Regions from separate parts of the Mus musculus genome. Here regions 1, 3, 4 and 5 are each linked to region 2. A link is a contact called in public ChIA-PET and HiChIP or PLAC-seq data. All regions are on one chromosome and are shown on one strand. The core of a region is the stretch at or near the end of the contact, and the rest is flanking DNA. Distances in the headings are between cores, read along the strand shown. Region 1 overlaps Setd5 (SET domain containing 5). Region 2 holds the start of Jagn1 (jagunal homolog 1). Region 3 holds the start of Srgap3 (SLIT-ROBO Rho GTPase activating protein 3). Region 4 holds the start of Setd5 (SET domain containing 5). Region 5 holds the start of Ghrl (ghrelin).

Region 1 (2,988 bases), core at 69-2,568, 300 kb before region 2:
TTGAAATAAACTTGTCTGTTAAACGTTAAAAAGAGCTGGGCGTGGTGGCGCACACCTTTAATTCCAGCACTCGGGAGGCAGAGACAGGTGGATTTCTGAGTTCAAGGCCAGCCAGGGCTACACAGAGAAACCCTGTCTCAAAAAACCAAAACAAAACCAAAAAAAGCTAAAAAAAAAATATTAAAATGCAGGCTAGAGTGATGACTGCCATTAAGAGCACTGGCCATTCTTTCAGAGAACCCAATTTTTAATTCCCATAACACCCATATGGTTCCTCACAGCTATCTGTTACTCTAGTCTCTAGGGATTTAATGCCCTCTTCTGACATTTCCTGGCATTGTGTGCATGTTTTACACAGGCACACAGGAAGGCAAACCACTTGTACACCTAAAGTAAAAATAGTATTTTTAAAAATTTGTGAAAAATAAAGTAGCAGTGAAATATCAATAAGTGTCAGGAGTAAAACCAGCTCCAAGTGGAAAGGAAAAACCTTGAATAAGAAGCGTGTTCATATCTAGAACTGAGGGGATGAGGTACACAGTCACAGAGAAGGAGGGGAAAGAATCTAGAAGAAGGAAAACAAGAGCCCTGTGCTTTGTACACCCAGCACCCTCCCCATTCTAAAACATTGCTATCCACCTTGTTTTGCTGAAGCAGCTCCATTTATATATCCTAGCATAGCATAGCCCACGTCTGTTTTCTGGGCCTCAGTTGTTGATAGTCTGTATATTGAGAACTTTCCCTTTTCCCCAGTGCCTGGTACAGAGTCCTTGTCATAGCTGCTATCATCACTTTCATGTTACCCTTCACACCATCACCTCAAGAGCTCACTCTCCAGTTCCCATGTGTTAGAGAGGTATTACCTCAGCAAAATGTTCTGTCCTATGAAAGTCACAGAAAAAATACACATATACATGGTATTGGGGTGGGAGGGTGCTTTGTTTGTTTTGTGATCCAGTAAGTACAATGGATTTTTAACTCTGTTAGATGTGTGCAGGTGTATAACAGTCACTTGAGAGGAACTGATCATAGTTCACAGGTATACCCCTAAAGCTAGTAAGAGAATAAAGAAAAGAAAGATTATAATCAGAGGAAGTATGGGGTGAAGAAACAGAGTTCCTCTAGGAAGAATAAGGAGTAGGTTGTGCCCCACCATAAGAAACACTGTGAGCCCTCTAAAATGATTCACCTAATTCTTTCCTGAGTTCTAATTGAGGTGTTCATTGATAGCATGAAACATTATAAGTCCTTTCTAAGGTACCAGGAAGCATTTAGCTGAACTAACCACTTTGTGGAAGTGAGTTCTGCAGTTAAACATTTACCATATGCATAAACATTAACCATCCTCACCACCAAATCCCTCCCTAAAAAGTGTGGCAAACAGCCATGCTTATCGTTACTTTCTGTTTTGCTTCTTGACTCTGAGAAGATAAATAACAAGATACTTTTTCCTCCTCTAGAACATCTCCTCCCCTGAGGGTTCCCCTGCACATAGGCCTAAGCCCCTGTCACCAGAGGTAGTTACCATACCATCTCAATCACATGCAGGCTGAGAGTGAGTGCACAAGGGTGGTCCTGAATTGGGGGGTGAGGGGGCTGGACTGGAGGGTGGCCTCTCATTCACAGCAAATAGAGTGGATCTTATATAAAAACTGACTGCACAGGACCGTGGGGAAATGAGTAGCTGTTTTTATGTTGTGGGGTTGCTTTTGTTGTCATTTGGGAGAAGGAATGGCTGAAGAGTTTCATTAAAGAGAATCTTCAGAGGATGTAGATTCTATGTGCATGAGAGCATTGTTAGAGAAAGTCATGAATAACATCCTCCTGTTAACAAGGAAACTGGAGTTGGTCGACACTGTCTCAGTATCATGTCAGCAATGTATAATTGGGGTTAAACTGACAGCTCACACGGCTGGGTGTCTGGGCTTTGGGTGACAGATGAGCAGCTTCCTTTAGGGAATCCAGCGTTCTCTGGCTTTCCTTCATTTCCTCTGGAGTGCCTAGTTGGGTGTAAGTATGTAAGGAAGCTTAAGCCCAAGCTCTGGGTTACAAACCTTCTCTTGTGCAGAGGCTGGGATACAGTTTGTGTGCAGTGATTTATACCTCTTAGGATACCAATTTCAGTACTTTGCTAAGAAACCCTCCTACCCTAAAGATCCAAAATCATGATTTCAGTGTTAGCAGTTATAATAAGCTTTAGACATGTAATTAATTATTAACCCTATAAATCTACATGGAGCTTTTTTTCTCTGTACCTTTTCAAAATTAACTGGCCTTTAGTCTCACTTTCCAAAATAATTAGGGCCCTACTCCCTGACTAATCACCAAATTCTCAGTCAGTAGGATATTCTGTAGATCATCATGAAACTGAAAAGATTATATTCCACTAGTTTATTGTTAACTTCCTGAGTATTGTGAGTCCATCTTGTTGGGAAAGTATAGATTGCTCTGTCTTGGGTTGCTAAAGATTCAATATTAGAAAGGCTTTGATAACTGATCTGTCTAGTTAAGGGAATGTTGGTGTTAAGCGATACAGATAAGCAGTAATGGGTCGGTTTTATCACTGGTGCATTTCAGCCTTTGATATGCTTTTTGGCGGTAGGCTTTAGCAGTTCTTTGATAGATTGATAGACAGCAGAGGACACGGAATTGAACAGACAGAATGTTGCATGAGAAACATAATCCAAGGTACAAGTAAATAAGGAATGGATTCGTTGCAACCTTTAATGCTATTCTCCTAGTGAGTAATTTACCATGCTTGGCTTTTCAACTACCTCCTGCTTTTCTCCACCTTCCCTTACACCTTCCATTGAAACTAATTTAATAATATATAACATCAGAAGCCAGCAACTTAAGACCTTTCTGTGGTGTGTGTGCTTGGGGCTCAGATACATCCCTGGCTACACTGCCAGCCCCACATATGCTGTCAAACGATGTGATGAAGGCTGAGCAGAGTAGTCATGTTTGCAGAATTGCCTGATGCCTTCA
Region 2 (3,290 bases), core at 62-2,561:
TATGTGTGTTTGGGTATTTGACCTGCGTGTAGGTCTGTATACAGTATGAATGCAGTGCCCACCTAGGCCAGAAGAGGGTGCTAGAGACTCTGGAACTGGAGTTTCAGTGAGTTGTGAGCTGTAGGTGTTGGGAGCCAAACCCCAAAGGGGTGGTGAGATGGATCAGTGGCTAAGAGCGATTGTTCTTGAAAAGGACCTGAGTTGGATTTCCAGAGCCTGCATGGTAGCTCACAACAAGCGCTCCAGTTCCAGGGCATTTGGGGGTTTGACGGCCTCTCCTGACTTCCCCTGGCACCCGACATGCATTCGCTGTATAACACATCCGGCAAGGAGAACACTCTGTGAGTTCAAGGCTACCCACATAGCAAATGCCAGGACATAGTGAGACTCTGTCTCAATAAAACAAACAATCTGGGTCCTTAGCAAAAACAGTAGGTACTCTTAACCACTGTTAATAACTCTCCAGTTATTAATTATTTAATTAATTTATTGGCAAACGTTCAACACAGGCCAGGCTGGCCTCAATGAACTCCTCCTGTTCCTGCCTCCACCTTTCACGTTGAGGAGATTACAAATATTCACAGCCATCTTTGTTCCAGTTAGCCCTCAGGACGCAGGGTCTCAGACTATGGAGAGCATTGCAGGGAGGAAGAGATGCCTCTTTACTGCTTCAGCCTCTGAGTGACGCCTCTCAGCATTGACCACCCTATACTTTTCGTTGTATAACGTCTTTGCTCTGGACCCTAACCCCAAGGTTGTGTGGAGCTTCAGGAAATATAGATGTGCAACAAGCCACTGGGCAAAGATGCCAAGTCTAGTTAGGTATGGTTTAAGACTATAATCACGCCTTGGGAGATTGAAGCAAAAAAGACCGTCAAGAGTTCGAGGCCAGCATGAAGCACATGAAGCCCTGTCTCAAGAATTACAACTTAAGGTCTGGGTCAGCCGTTAAGAGGTCAATAGAACTAGGTTTAAATCCCAGCACTCACAGTATAGCTAGCAAATCTATCCTATGTCCTCTTCCAGCCTCTGCAGGCACAAAAACCACACGTGGTGCATAGACAGACAGACAAAACACCCATACACAAGTAATTATTTTAAATGCTTTAAATGAAGTTAAAAGGGGTTTGCTGGGGGCTTGGTTGCTCGGCATCAGCGGCCTGGGGTTCGGTTCTGCACGATGGGATCTCTGGGCAGGTCAGTGAACCATTTCTAGGGACTGTTAATTCCGCAATCGCTCTACTCTGGCAAAGAACCTCAGAAAGGCCAAGAACGCATGCGCGAAGAAGGAACCACAGAGTCAGTCCTCCCAGGATAGAGAGGCCGGAAGTTCTCCCGGAGCTCCACGCCGTGTAGTGAAAGCCGGGCCGAGGTAGCAGGGAAGGGGTTCGCAGGGTGCTTGGCTGGGTGTGTGAGCAGAGGGTCGGCGTTAGGGGCCTTAGTTCTGTACAATGGCGTCTCGGGCAGGCCCGCGAGCGGCCGGCACCGACGGCAGCGACTTTCAGCACCGGGAGCGCGTCGCCATGCACTACCAGATGAGGTACGAGGTGAGCCAGGCGTACCGAGGCCTTTCCCGGCGGAGCCTGCAGATCCTGGGAAGAAGCGACGCCAGTGGTCCTCACGCTGTCGCCCCCCAGCCAGTTGTCGTGTACCCGCCAGGTCCCCTGCTCTAACGACCTCTGCTCTGTTTCCAGGCCGGGGAAACCCCGTGGCCCACCTTGGTCCGACTTATTCTTTGAGGGGATCCAGCCTGCACAGGCTCGTGGTTCGGTGCTGGCCCCCTGGGTGACCTTGGGAACGCCACTGCCACTTTTCTTTTTCAAGTCTAGATCCCACGGTAGCGTCCAGGCTGATCTCGAACTCACAGCCTTCTCTTTAGTCTCCTGAGTGCTTCTGGCTTTTCAGGGATGCACTTGGCCTGAGAACTCCTTAACATTTTTAAAGATTTTTATTTTTAATTTCGTGTGTGTGTGTGTGTGTGTGTGTATTTGTGCACGTGAGAGCAACTGCTCGCAGAATCCAGTAGAGGGCGTTGGAGCTGGAGTTACACATGGCATTTGGAGTCTACCCGAGGTTGGTGCTGAGAGCCAAGCCCAGAAAGGTGGCAAGCCATGTCTCTAACCACACGTCAGAAGTGATTTTGGAAGCTAGAGTTGTGGTTCATGAACCCAAACCGCCTCCACTGCAGCGAGCCTACTCTCCAGCTCCAACTCGGGTTATTTCCAATTGGAGTCTCAGTTTTCACATTTTTAGAGGGAGAAAATTTCATGATTTTTAGGTTTTGGTGAGGAATTAGCAAGTCGTTTGTGTAAAGGCACAGCATAGGAGTGTGGTGGCTGCTAAACTTGGGGCTGTCTGGATGTGGGTGGTAAAAGGTGACCCTGTCCATCCTGAGGTTTAGGAATACGTCCATATAAGGAGATCTTTCTACGTTCCTTTATTTGTTTGATAAACTCTTACAGGCTATCTATCCATCCTGTCTGTATTGTGTTCTGCACTGAGTCTTTCTTTCCCTCACCTGCCTCTGTCCTTCCTTTAGTGGTTTTTCGAGATGGGGTTTCTCCTTGTAATTCCAGGCTTTCTTGGAACTCACTTTGTAGACCAGGCTGGCATCAAACTCAGAGACCCACCTACCTCTGCCTGATAAGATTAAAGGCGTGTGACACCACCTGTAGACCCTATCTTTATGGAAGATGTCACATGAAGTTTACAAAGAGTTTCAATGCAGTCAAGTCTTTTTTTTTTTTTTCTTCAATTATAAAGTCCTTTTTATTAGTCAAAATCACAATCACCTTGATTAAAAGGGCAGAATATTCCACCCTCAGCAGAAAAACAACACAGTGATAGAAAACCTCCCCAAACCCTCCCACACCCCAATTAAAAACTAGAAAAAATGTCTGCCCTCTGGGCCTGCGATGCCATGGTAGTCTGACTCCTTCAGGGCACTGCCATGGAGTGGGCAGGCCCCCACAGCACCCTCCATTTCACCTTGGGGAAAGGAGGGGTGCTGACGGCCATGGACGTTAGGATAGAGATCCAGTGGGACCAGTCCCCAAGCATGCACTTCCTTCCTTTCCCCCAGGGCCTGGGACCAAAGGGTGCAGTCAAGCCTTAAGCTTATTGTGCACATGGGATTGAATTAGCTATCTGTTGACGGCCAACTCTGACAGTTGTGTTCAGTGATCCAAGGTGGGGATGTGGGGTTGGCAGTGATGTAATACAGGCACACACACTCACACACTTGGTAGATGATGCAATCTCCAACAAGCTCCAACAACTTCACATGTATG
Region 3 (3,098 bases), core at 277-2,776, 500 kb before region 2:
CGGTGTACAGAAGGACCAGGCTGCACGCTGGAAGATAATACATTTTCGGCACAGAACTCTCTCTTTATGCTTAAATGCCTGCATTAGTCTGGATCAATATGTCCCATAACAGTTAATCCATGGCAACTCAGACCAGGCAAGAAATGCTGACAAAGAAGGGCTACTTAAGGATGCGATGCACCCCCCCCACCCCCCCACCCCACCCCCACCCCCCGCAGCCCATACTCATGCATTTGAATTTCAGCCCAGAGAAGGCAGCAGAGGCAAAAACAACCACCCACAAAAGCCAAAAGAAGGGATGGGGAGAGCAGATCAAAAAATATATACATAAATAGCAAAGGGCTTTCTCGATGGGAGTGAGGGGGAGGAGGCCTTGACTGTCAAAATGGCCTTAGAGTGACATATCACTGCCAAGATGATGGAGTACCGGCGACACTCCTAAAGTCCCTTCCTCACACACCTGCAATGCAGAGATTTCTGCCCTTTCTGTAATTCACGCTCCCAGCCCAGGCACTATCTGCAGTGGGAGCCAGTCTGGACTTGTGCAGCCAGCACCCGGTCCTTCCTCCTTACAATAAGATTATTGCTGCATAGCAACTTCTCAAGAAGGCAGGGAGGCGAAGGAAGAGACAGCAGAGGGAGAGACAAGGGGACGGAGAGAAGGCAAAGTCCCTCGGCCCCACCACTCACCTTTTATTTGGGCTTCATATTCAGCAATGATCTCTTTGTCTTTCTTGAACTTAGTTTGAGATGACATCTTCCGACGTGGCAAAGAGAACTGACAGGCTGTTTGATCTATTTCTCCTTCTCTCTCCAAGTCCTCTCCCAAGCCTGGGTAATCACACAGCAATGGTCGATTTCACAGGTTTCAAGGGCTAATCTCTTTTACTTGGCTACAGAGCCCCGGGGTTGAAATCCTTCTTCTGGGAGGAAAATGCTCTCTGCTGGCAGGGAAATGGCTCTAGTGGCTTGCTCTGGTCAGCTCCTCTTGCAAAAGAAGTCACCCTGGGAGTACCATAACCTGCCCCAGATTTCCAGGATTTTTCTTCCAAAATAATAATAATAGCAGCCAAGAGCACACACAAACACACACACACACGTACACACACACACACAAACACATTCACGAGTGCACACACACGCTCACCCAGACACGCTTCCACGCAATTGTGCTGTGCACACACCCATCCACACCACAAGCGCGCGCATACACACACGCGCGCACACACACACACACACGCATACACACACACACCCTCACTCACACACACACACCCGCTTGCTCACTCATACACACACATCCACAAGAGGCGCGGCGCCTCCTGGGTCGTGTGGCCAGTCTCCGGTTCGCTTTGGAAGGCTCTGCTAAGGAAATGGTCAGGTTGCCAAAGGACCGGTCATCTCTCATCCTCCCTCCGGTCGATCGGCGCCTCGGGTCTGCTGGACGGTGAGGATCAAAACCAGGAGAGGGAGGTGGAAGTTTTCCCGGCTGTAGCGTTTTAGCTCCGCTGGACCCAGGGCTGGACTGCTCACCCTGCAGGGCTGGCTGAGCTCTCCCCCACCGCCCTCGTCACTAGACTCCGCCTCCCGGATTTTATAACAACTGACACATTGTAGCCTACAGGAGAGCTGAACTAGCTGCAAGCAAAAAGGGGAAGAAACGCTCACAAAAGGGAAGGCGGCAGGAGGGGGAAATCAGGTTGGGAAGGCCTGGGAGGCTCCTGCAAACTCGAGCTAGTAGTAGTTAGGCTGGAGATTTTCTAACAAACACAGAAAGATTCTTTTCTTTGCGTCGTGCTCAAACTAGCAACTATATGACGAGTTGTCACTCTGCCTGAGACTCTGGCAGAGTCTGATGCATGCAGGAGAGGCCACTATTTTTGAAAGAATTACTTGATAACAGGGACAGTGCCAGAGGTTTCAGCTTTGCAGAGAGATCTGGCAGACAGGGCTGCCTTCAGGCTCAGAGAAGGTGGGACAGCGCCATTCTGACTCCCTCGTCTTAGTTCCTTTACCAGTAAAATAAGCTCTCTTTGGAGACTCTTTAATGGACAATTTCAACAAATACATACAAAAAGCTTACTAAAGGGCCCACTGGCGTTATAAAGGCAAGAAGCACCATATGACAGTACAACAGAATTTAACTACACGCTGAATGATAGAATGGGTAAAAATGACAAGTGCTAAGAATTGAAAATATTACAGAGCGGGGGGATTCAAATGTAAAGAGCTTTTGGGAGATGGAGTATGAACAGAAACAGTTTGGCTCAGTACCTAGGTACACAGTAAGCTCCCTATAAATAGTAGCAACTATGGTAACCCCAGCATCCTAGGGGCTACATTATATATAAGTGGAAAATGACTTACCAGGGTGCCAGCATTCCAACCCAGACAACAAAACCCACCAGTAGTAAAGACTCAGTAGGAGTCTCCAGCATTTCATTAGAGAGTCCTAATTTCATTGGCATTTCAAATAGTTCAGTGTGGTAGGTCAAACTGGCATCAAGTACCATAGGATGCCTGATAATAAACTGTCATGAGAGTGTCTTGTCCCCCAAGAGTTCACTGAAAGAGACTTCCATAACTTTCTCAAACTAGGTACCACCTTCCACTTGTCCTTCTGGAATGGCCCAACATGTGATTTGGCTTGGGTTTAGAAATGAACAGGTTATCCGTACCAGCCTCTAAGGGCTCCCCAAGAGAGTATGCAGCTAGAACGGGTCTGGAGAGGTAGGTAAAGTGAGACAGGGTCCTCCCGCCTAGTGATCAGTGGGTGAGCACCAAGGGCTCAGTTGGGGAATGCACAGCAGCTGCCTGAGCAGTTCACCTGGTGAATCATAGGCTTATTATAGCTCTGGACACAGAAAGAGGAGGTTACAGAGTTCATAAGCAGATGCCACAGCCCACATCCTCCTGCCTCACCCTTCCCAGGGACATGTAGGCCCTCTGCTATGCAGAAGCCACAAGTGTCATTAGAGGAAGATATGCTCAGAGATTAACCTGCCTTAAGCCTAGATCCTCAGAGAAAAGTGGAGTTAGTGTCCTATGCCCTGGAATGTGAATATGCAGCTAACCAGATTCCTTCCTGTCTCTTCTAG
Region 4 (3,285 bases), core at 435-2,934, 360 kb before region 2:
TGTTCAATTCCCCTGCAGGACAACGCCCACACACCAGGTTAGCCTTTAAGCCTGCCCAGAAGACTCCCGCCCATCTTCTAGAAAGACTGGAGTTGCAGATCACGAGGGAAGAGGGGGAAGGGATTCTCCCAGGCCCAGGGCGGTCCTCAGAAGCCAGGAGGCAGCAGAGAACTCCCAGAAAGGTATTGCAACACTCCCCTCCCCCCTCCGGAGAAGGGTGCGGCCTTCTCCCCGCCTACTCCACTGCAGCTCCCTTACTGATAACAACTCAGAGCGACTTTGGGAGAGCAAGTGCTTCCTGCCTCCAAAACAGCCCAACTGAGCCCTCGCTCCTTCCCTCCACTCCCCGGAGTGCGCGATGGAGGTCTGGCTCAGCACGCCCCTCTTGAGGCAACTCAAGTCGGAAACGTGCTTGCACCCGCCCCGCAGCCGCTCAGCCCTACTGCCCGTCCCCGCCCCCAGCGCGCGCTTCCTGCCACGTTGCGCAGGGGCGCGCGGCCAGACTCTGCGGCGCGGGGCCGAGGGGAGGGCCGGAACCTGGGAGCGCCTCCTCGCCGCCCCCGCTGGCCGGCGGATGGACTCAACTTGCACGAACACGAGCCAATGGCAAGGGCCAGTTTTCTGGGCCCCGAGAGCCAATCAGACGACGAGGCCCGGCCGGCGGCGGGTAAAACGACTCCCCCAGAGGAAGGGGAGGGTGGGCGGCCGCTCGCGCGCGAGCTACTTTCGCTGACCCTCCCTCCCCTCCCCCGCCCCGCCAGAGGCCGACCGCGCCCGCACGTCCAGCTCGCCTCACCCCACCTACCTCCCGCCCCACCCAGTGGGCAGAGCGAGGCTGCCGGCGGCTGCGCACTCCGGCTGCCGTTAACTGACAGGCGCCTTACGCCAACCAAAACACGCCATTTGTGTTTTCACACACGGCGGGAGGAAAAGAAGCCAATCAGCGACGAGACGTCGGCCGGAAGCGCTCCTCCGCTGCCCCCCCCCCCCCGAGCCATGGCCGCGTCCGGTGGAGACTTTTCCGCTCCCTTCTCCCTCCCCCTCCGGTTGCTGCAGGGCGGACCGCATTCCTGCCCACCACCCGCTTGCCCCTTCCAGCGTCACGACTCGTACCCGGCTGTCTCACAGAACGGCTCCACCACGCTCGGAGGGCCTGCCGCGGCCGCCCATCCCCGCAAACGCACCAAGCCGCCCTCCCGCCAGAGTCCCGATCCCCTACCTAGCCGAGGCTCTCTGAGGAGCCGGAGCCCCAAAGCACAGCCTCTTCTTTAGGCGGCCCCGGCAGCCTCCGCTGATTGGCGGCGCACCGGCCAATAAGTGTGGGGCGGTGGGCGGAGAGGCCAATGGCGCGGCGGGAGGGGGCGTGTCCCGCGTGCCCCTGGCGCCGGCACTGGGAATCCCCGTGCGGTCAGTGGCGTTTCCGCTCGGGCAGCGGGCTGAGTGAGCTGCCGCCGCTGCCGCCGCTGCCGCCGCCGGGGGAGGGGCGGCCGCCGCCCGCCTGCGCTCAGAGACTCACGCAGCCCTAGTCCCGCCAGTCCGCCAACACAGTAGTGCCGGCCCCCTCCGCCCCTGGCCCTCCCCCTCCCCGCCTCGGGCTCGCTCCGCCTTTTCTGCCCCCCACCCCCACCTCACGGGTACGGGCCATTCCCGGCCAGGAAACGCCGTGGCGCCGCGTTGGGCCTAACTCGAGTCTCGCTGCCTCCCGGGAGTGCCGTGCGCCGCAGCCCGGGCCCAGGCCCCGGCAGCGCCTGGGTCAAGGTAAGGGTCCAACAGAAAAGAGACACCGAACCACACGACCGGGCCCCGGGGGAAAGAAGGGTCACCTCAGTCTCCCTGCGTTCCCTCTCCTCGGGGTCGTGGGCCTGGGCCTCCCCAGCCTGGTAGCAGGAAGATGCTTGCCCTTTTCGTCTTCTCAGCTACCTTTACACACCATTGCACCGCTCTTGCCCAGAGAGAAAGGCTCTCCTTCATCTAGTCGACCCCACTACCTTTTTAATGTCTTCCCTGGGTCAGGACTCTTCCCCTCCCCCTACTCTGGTCTCCCCTTTTTGCCTGGGTATTGCCTACTCCACGTTTATACCCTTTTCAGGAGAGGCCTCCCAACCCTGCTCTCAAAATACACATACTTTTTTTTCTGTCCCTGAGCCCCCCACCTCCCCTGTTCTTGCGGCCTTGTGACAACTCTGGTCGCTCGTGGGGGCCCAGTCCTCCCCTCCATAATCTTCCTGAACGCCTCTCCTCTGGTTTTCCAGTTCCTATCTCAGATGGCTGCTGCTTTTCCCACACCAAAGACATTACCTTCGCCACCCCCACCTCACATTCTTGGACTCCCTGTGGCGTATGCCCCAGTATCCTTGCGATATCCCTGTTGAATTTGTAGGGTTCTAGCCTGGAATTGAGCCAGATTTTGTCGTTTTCCCTGCCTAGGGCGTGGAGAGCGATCTTTTAAGAACGACTCTAAAGAAGAGGGGGAGGGATATGCCCCTATGAATCCGTGCAAGCCAAGATCCTAGGTAAATGGTAGTGGGCAAAAGCCCTGGTTTTAGTAGGTAATCGCTCAGAAGGAAAGTTTTAACTCCTGGGAAAGCCCCTTCTATGCTAATTTATTCTATCGGGCGCCTTTGCCTTTCTCATTCTTAGGAATAAGGATCTTTCTCCTGTGTACTGATGCTGCAGCCCGCCCTGCTGGCCTGGGTCAGGGGTGCGTGGATGACCTGCATTTTCTGCTTTCTCATGTTACTTGTGTAACGTCTTCACCAGCAACTCATTTTTCGCCCAGAGCTCTGGGCTCTGGGTTTTGTCTATACCTGGATTCCTTTTGCCAATTGTTCCTGTGCTCAAAATACTTAAAAAGATTCAGGTTCTCGAATTTCCTCCATACCTTGACTAAATTGTTTTTAGATGACATATTTGTGACCAAGGTCATGTTTACATTACTTCCTTGCTTATATGTTAAATACCTATACTTTTGATTGGGGAGGATCCAGATGGAGGAGGTTCCAGGAGGAGGTTTGTGTGCAGCATATTGAGAGGAAAGTGTTTTGATGGTTAATTTGATATTAATAATGGTTTAGGTCGCTAGGAGGAAAACTTTAAGAGGTTATTTTAGATGTGTGCAATCTGACCTAGGACTAAAGCAGAGAATACTGACATAATTAGAGATTTCTGAGTTTGGAGGACACAGGAATTTCTTTTCCCTGGATTTCTTCCAGTTTTCTCAGGAGGATCATTAGTTCTCTGTCCAAAATTTGTGGCCTGTTATGGGATTAGAGGCTTTAAGGTTAT
Region 5 (3,366 bases), core at 844-3,343, 280 kb after region 2:
GAGGTGATAGACAAGGATTTAGAAAGTAGGATTCTTCCTGAATTCTGCCCAGCTCCCCAAGTCCTTGGTTAACATGGGCACTGACTGTCAGGCTGCTAGGCACCATATCTATCGACTAGTCTTCTACAGAAGATGGTAGCCAGTTCCTCTGTAGTTTGTTTTGGCCTCCAGGAAATACAATACTGTAGGGAGCAATATGGATGTGTGTGCTCGCGTTATGCCCTTTTTTTGTGGACCTACTGGGCCCTTCTAACCTACCTTAGCAAATGCTAATTTTTTCTTCTCACACTCCATTGTTCAGGGCAAACTGGTCAGATCATCTAACTGCCAGAAGTGGCAACATTCCAGGTTCTTACACAACATGGAAAAGTGCCCTTTTCTTTGAATCAGGGCCCATATGTTTAGTGGGTACAGGTGGTTGGCATTCTGCCTCTAGACCTGATTTTGGGGGGGAAAAAAAAACTTGGGAAAGAGGTGGAGATTCAGGTGTGAGGGTAAGCAGGGTCACATTCTGCGTCCAGTGTGCTACAGTGCCATGTGCTCTGTACTCACTTTGCAGGCCACATGTTTGGTTTCTGTTGAGTATCACAGAAACTAGGAAATGCTGTTAATCCTAGCCGTGTGTGTGTGTGTGTGTGTATGTGTGTGTGTGTGTGTGTGTGTGTGTGTGTGTGTGTGTGTGTGTGTGTGTGTGTGTGTGTGTGTGTGCTCTTCCCTATGAGAACTAAGTACAGCGCTCTTGAGGCTGGGGGGCTACCTGCTCAGTGTGGTCATGGGTTGTCTCATAAGACTGTTAGTGAAGGAGCCTTGGTGAGTCAGGAAGTAGTTTTAAGTGTCACATTTCCTGTGGAGCAAGGGTTTGAGAAGGAGCCTAAGCTGGAGAGAGGGTGAGAGAGCAGGCGTTTAGTGATCTTGGCATTTGTCCTTGACCAGAGAGGAAGGTAGAAGGAGTGTAGTAAACTGACCTGATGGCCTTGGCCAAGGGAGTTGATCTTTTAACTTGTGTTTCTTATCTACAAAATTCAACAAGTGATGCCAGCTTATTTAGCTCATGGGGTCTTGTATAGAGAAGTGGTCCATGATAAAGGTAGAGAACAGGCTGGGGTGTGGCCCCTGGCAGACAGAGCACCTGCTTAGCAATTGTGAAGCCCTAGCTCGTGTCTCCTGCTTCCCAGTTTATCATGGTTGCCGTGTTTAAAGATGAAGTTGTTGCATGCAGACAGAGTATAGGGACTGGCACTGTCAGGTGCTGCTTCCATTTCCCAGGAGAATCCTAGTTGAGCTGCTGAGAGGCACCTATGGTCCCTTTAGTCCCTTCTCCCAATCCAAAGCTGTTTGTGTTTTTCCTTAGCCCATCTAAGGTTTTTCAGAGCAAGCCCAGCTCTGTTAGGCCACACGTGGGCTGGCCAGCCTAGCCTGCACTAGCCTTCCTACCTCTCCATCACCAAGGCAGGCCTGAGAGGTCCTGGGACAAACAAGGCTTTCTTCTGTTTCTGTATCCATCAGTGCTTCCTGGCTCCTGTGATCCCTCAATCTGTTTTGTTTTTGCTGCGCATGTCTGCTGCTCCCTTGCTACCCTTGAAACAGTTACCTCTTGGGATGGAGACTCTGAGCCCCTTGTGGAGCTGTTAGTGCTGGACTCTAATCCTTGAGTAGCCTGAAAAGCCAGCATATGGCTTACCCTCCATACCCCAACCCCTTTACTGTTATAAGAACATGCTGGTGCCTGGGTACCAACCCTGATCTCCAGCTCCTCCTCTGTCTCTTCTGCTTGTCCTCTGTCCTCTGGGTGGAGCCAGCCTTCCAGAGCTCGTGGCTGCAGTTTAGCTGGTGGCTTCTTGGATTCCTTTCTCTGCTGGAAAGGAAAAGAGGGTTCTCTTTCTCTCTCTCTCACACACACACACACAGATCGGGGTAGATGTGGGGGCTTAGGGAGACAGACTGACTGACCTGGGCTTTCTGGTGCTCTGGGCTCAGGAAGCTGGAGCCTGCCATGGCCATGTCCATCCAGAGCATGCTGAGTAGCAGCAAACTGCAGATGGTGCCTGAAGACAGCATGGTCTTGGTGGTGAGGACAGATGACCTGGGGGAGAGAGGGTCTTCTGGTAGCCTACTTCATCTCCATGTTATGTGCCTTAGAATTTGCTCAGGCTAGAATCCAGCAAGCTTCTAGAAGTAAGGACTGCTGGACGAAGCAAGGCTCTCTTGTCACCATCTTTCAAGGGTGGGAGCTGAAGGCTGACCTCTGCTTTTTCAATCTTTGGAGGCAGACAGAGCCTGATGTGATAGAGGGTTGTCCATTTCAGTGTTGCTTGTCCCTTGCCCTCAGGAGCCTGATGACAGAGCTAATTAGGCTGACCAGTGAGCTCACTGACACTTATGAATGACCAGTGCTGAATAATTTAGACCCCGGTGAGCTTGCATGTTCATGCATACATATATACATATATACATATATATACACACATATACAGACAGCTAAGAGAGCTTACCTGGAATGCCTGGGGATGTGGTGCCTGCTCACCGGCTTCTCCTTATATAGGAAGCCTTGTGTTTGTTCACATCCGGTAGCCTCATCTCTTGAGGCTGTGTAGTTTGTGTGGGCAGTATTGCATTCCTTGGGAACTAAGTACTCTTTTTTTCCCCTCACTGTTGAAGAACAAACAGTGGAGGACAGGTGCCAAAGTCGGGACAGTTGGCTTGGGTGGGGCACCAGCTCCTGATTCTCCATGGTCCCTGTGTGGGCTTGGCCCTGGTGGTGGATTGGCAGCTGAGCTCTGAGGTCTTGCTTAGTTGTGGTATAACCTTGGCTTGCCTCCTTCCATGTGAGATGATGTTGCCACCAGGAGAACTTGTCCAATTTTGGACAAAATTGGACAAGATTTTGTCCAATTTTGCTTTGCCACTGAGGCTGTTGTGGCTTCTGCACACCGGTCACATAGAGACCTGCTTCTGGGGTGTTCTCGAAAAAGGGCTGCACTGCCATCCCCAGGAGCAAGTGTCGGGAAAGGTGCACCTGGTGGTTACACCTTACTGCTTGTCTGTGTCTTGCTTGCGTTTGCTGGTTGATTTTGTCTTATACTGTTGGGCATAGTCCCCAGGGCCTTGTTTTTGGTAGGCAGTTCTCACTGAGCCATTCTCCAAGCCCGTTCTGGTGTTTGTTAACCTGGCAGCTTTGCCTCTCTGTTCTCTGGCAGGTATCAAGGCTCTATCTAGCACAAGGAATGCCCATTGTGGAGATGCAGATGAGATAGACCTGGTATAGGAGTCCTGCAGTATAGCTTTGACAGGAGACAGCCCTTTGGATACCTTCATGTCTTAAGAAAAATAGGGCAGGGCAGTGGCAGAGGCAGGCCGACCAGAGTG

The links. ChIA-PET counts read pairs in DNA pulled down with a chosen protein or histone mark. HiChIP or PLAC-seq counts read pairs in DNA pulled down with a chosen protein or histone mark.
Region 1: an RNA polymerase II ChIA-PET map of memory CD8 T cells shows a contact between it and region 2, with 5 read pairs. The contact joins the enhancer-like site here to the promoter of Jagn1 in region 2. A contact is called at or near these places in 2 of 39 promoter capture datasets (the C10 cell line and neural stem cells), 1 of 15 datasets of contacts at CTCF or cohesin (the NIH/3T3 cell line), 4 of 115 datasets of contacts at active chromatin or transcription factors (bone marrow-derived macrophages, effector CD8 T cells, memory CD8 T cells and 1 more) and 1 of 9 other capture datasets (pancreatic islet).
Region 3: an HNF4G HiChIP or PLAC-seq map of pancreatic cancer cells shows a contact between it and region 2. The contact joins the promoter of Srgap3 here to the promoter of Jagn1 in region 2. A contact is called at or near these places in 2 of 115 datasets of contacts at active chromatin or transcription factors (microglia and pancreatic cancer cells) and 1 of 9 other capture datasets (adipose tissue).
Region 4: an H3K27ac HiChIP or PLAC-seq map of extraembryonic endoderm stem cells shows a contact between it and region 2. The contact joins the promoter of Setd5 here to the promoter of Jagn1 in region 2. A contact is called at or near these places in 9 of 39 promoter capture datasets (the 3T3-L1 cell line, 3T3-L1-derived adipocytes, the C10 cell line and 5 more), 7 of 115 datasets of contacts at active chromatin or transcription factors (the SCID.adh cell line, bone marrow-derived macrophages, embryonic stem cells and 4 more) and 1 of 9 other capture datasets (pancreatic islet).
Region 5: an H3K27ac HiChIP or PLAC-seq map of the NIH/3T3 cell line shows a contact between it and region 2, with 3 times the contacts expected there. The contact joins the promoter of Ghrl here to the promoter of Jagn1 in region 2. A contact is called at or near these places in 10 of 39 promoter capture datasets (the C10 cell line, the HPC-7 cell line, HPC-7-derived erythroid cells and 5 more), 1 of 15 datasets of contacts at CTCF or cohesin (the NIH/3T3 cell line), 6 of 484 Hi-C or Micro-C datasets (CD8 T cells, double positive thymocytes, embryonic stem cells and 2 more), 5 of 115 datasets of contacts at active chromatin or transcription factors (the NIH/3T3 cell line, T-cell acute lymphoblastic leukemia, embryonic stem cells and 2 more) and 2 of 9 other capture datasets (adipose tissue and liver).

The regions. Positions count from the first base shown.
Region 1 is chr6:113,140,558-113,143,545 of GRCm38.p6, forward strand. The region is part of intron 17 of Setd5 (SET domain containing 5); the gene reads left to right. Among named protein-coding and RNA genes, the nearest start is that of Lhfpl4, 53 kb to the right of the region's middle. Within about 2 kb of position 1,319, at least 27 of the 459 cell types and tissues checked have an H3K27ac peak or open chromatin away from gene starts, as enhancers often do. A contact at or near this core is called in memory CD8 T cells, where this site is marked.
Region 2 is chr6:113,441,258-113,444,547 of GRCm38.p6, forward strand. Jagn1 (jagunal homolog 1) reads left to right here and starts at 1,312. Exons shown (of 2, transcript NM_026365.3): 1 at 1,312-1,540. The coding sequence starts at 1,452.
Region 3 is chr6:112,945,740-112,948,837 of GRCm38.p6, forward strand. It overlaps Srgap3 (SLIT-ROBO Rho GTPase activating protein 3), which reads right to left and starts at 1,527. Exons shown (of 22, transcript NM_080448.4): 1 at 691-1,527. The coding sequence starts at 757.
Region 4 is chr6:113,075,955-113,079,239 of GRCm38.p6, forward strand. It overlaps Setd5 (SET domain containing 5), which reads left to right and starts at 1,685. Exons shown (of 22, transcript NM_028385.1): 1 at 1,685-1,758. Gt(ROSA)26Sor (gene trap ROSA 26, Philippe Soriano) reads right to left here and starts at 1,290. Exons shown (of 3, transcript NR_027010.1): 1 at 1,220-1,290.
Region 5 is chr6:113,717,372-113,720,737 of GRCm38.p6, forward strand. It overlaps Ghrl (ghrelin), which reads right to left and starts at 2,094. Exons shown (of 4, transcript NM_001379129.1): 1 at 1,951-2,094; 2 at 1,739-1,855. The coding sequence starts at 2,058.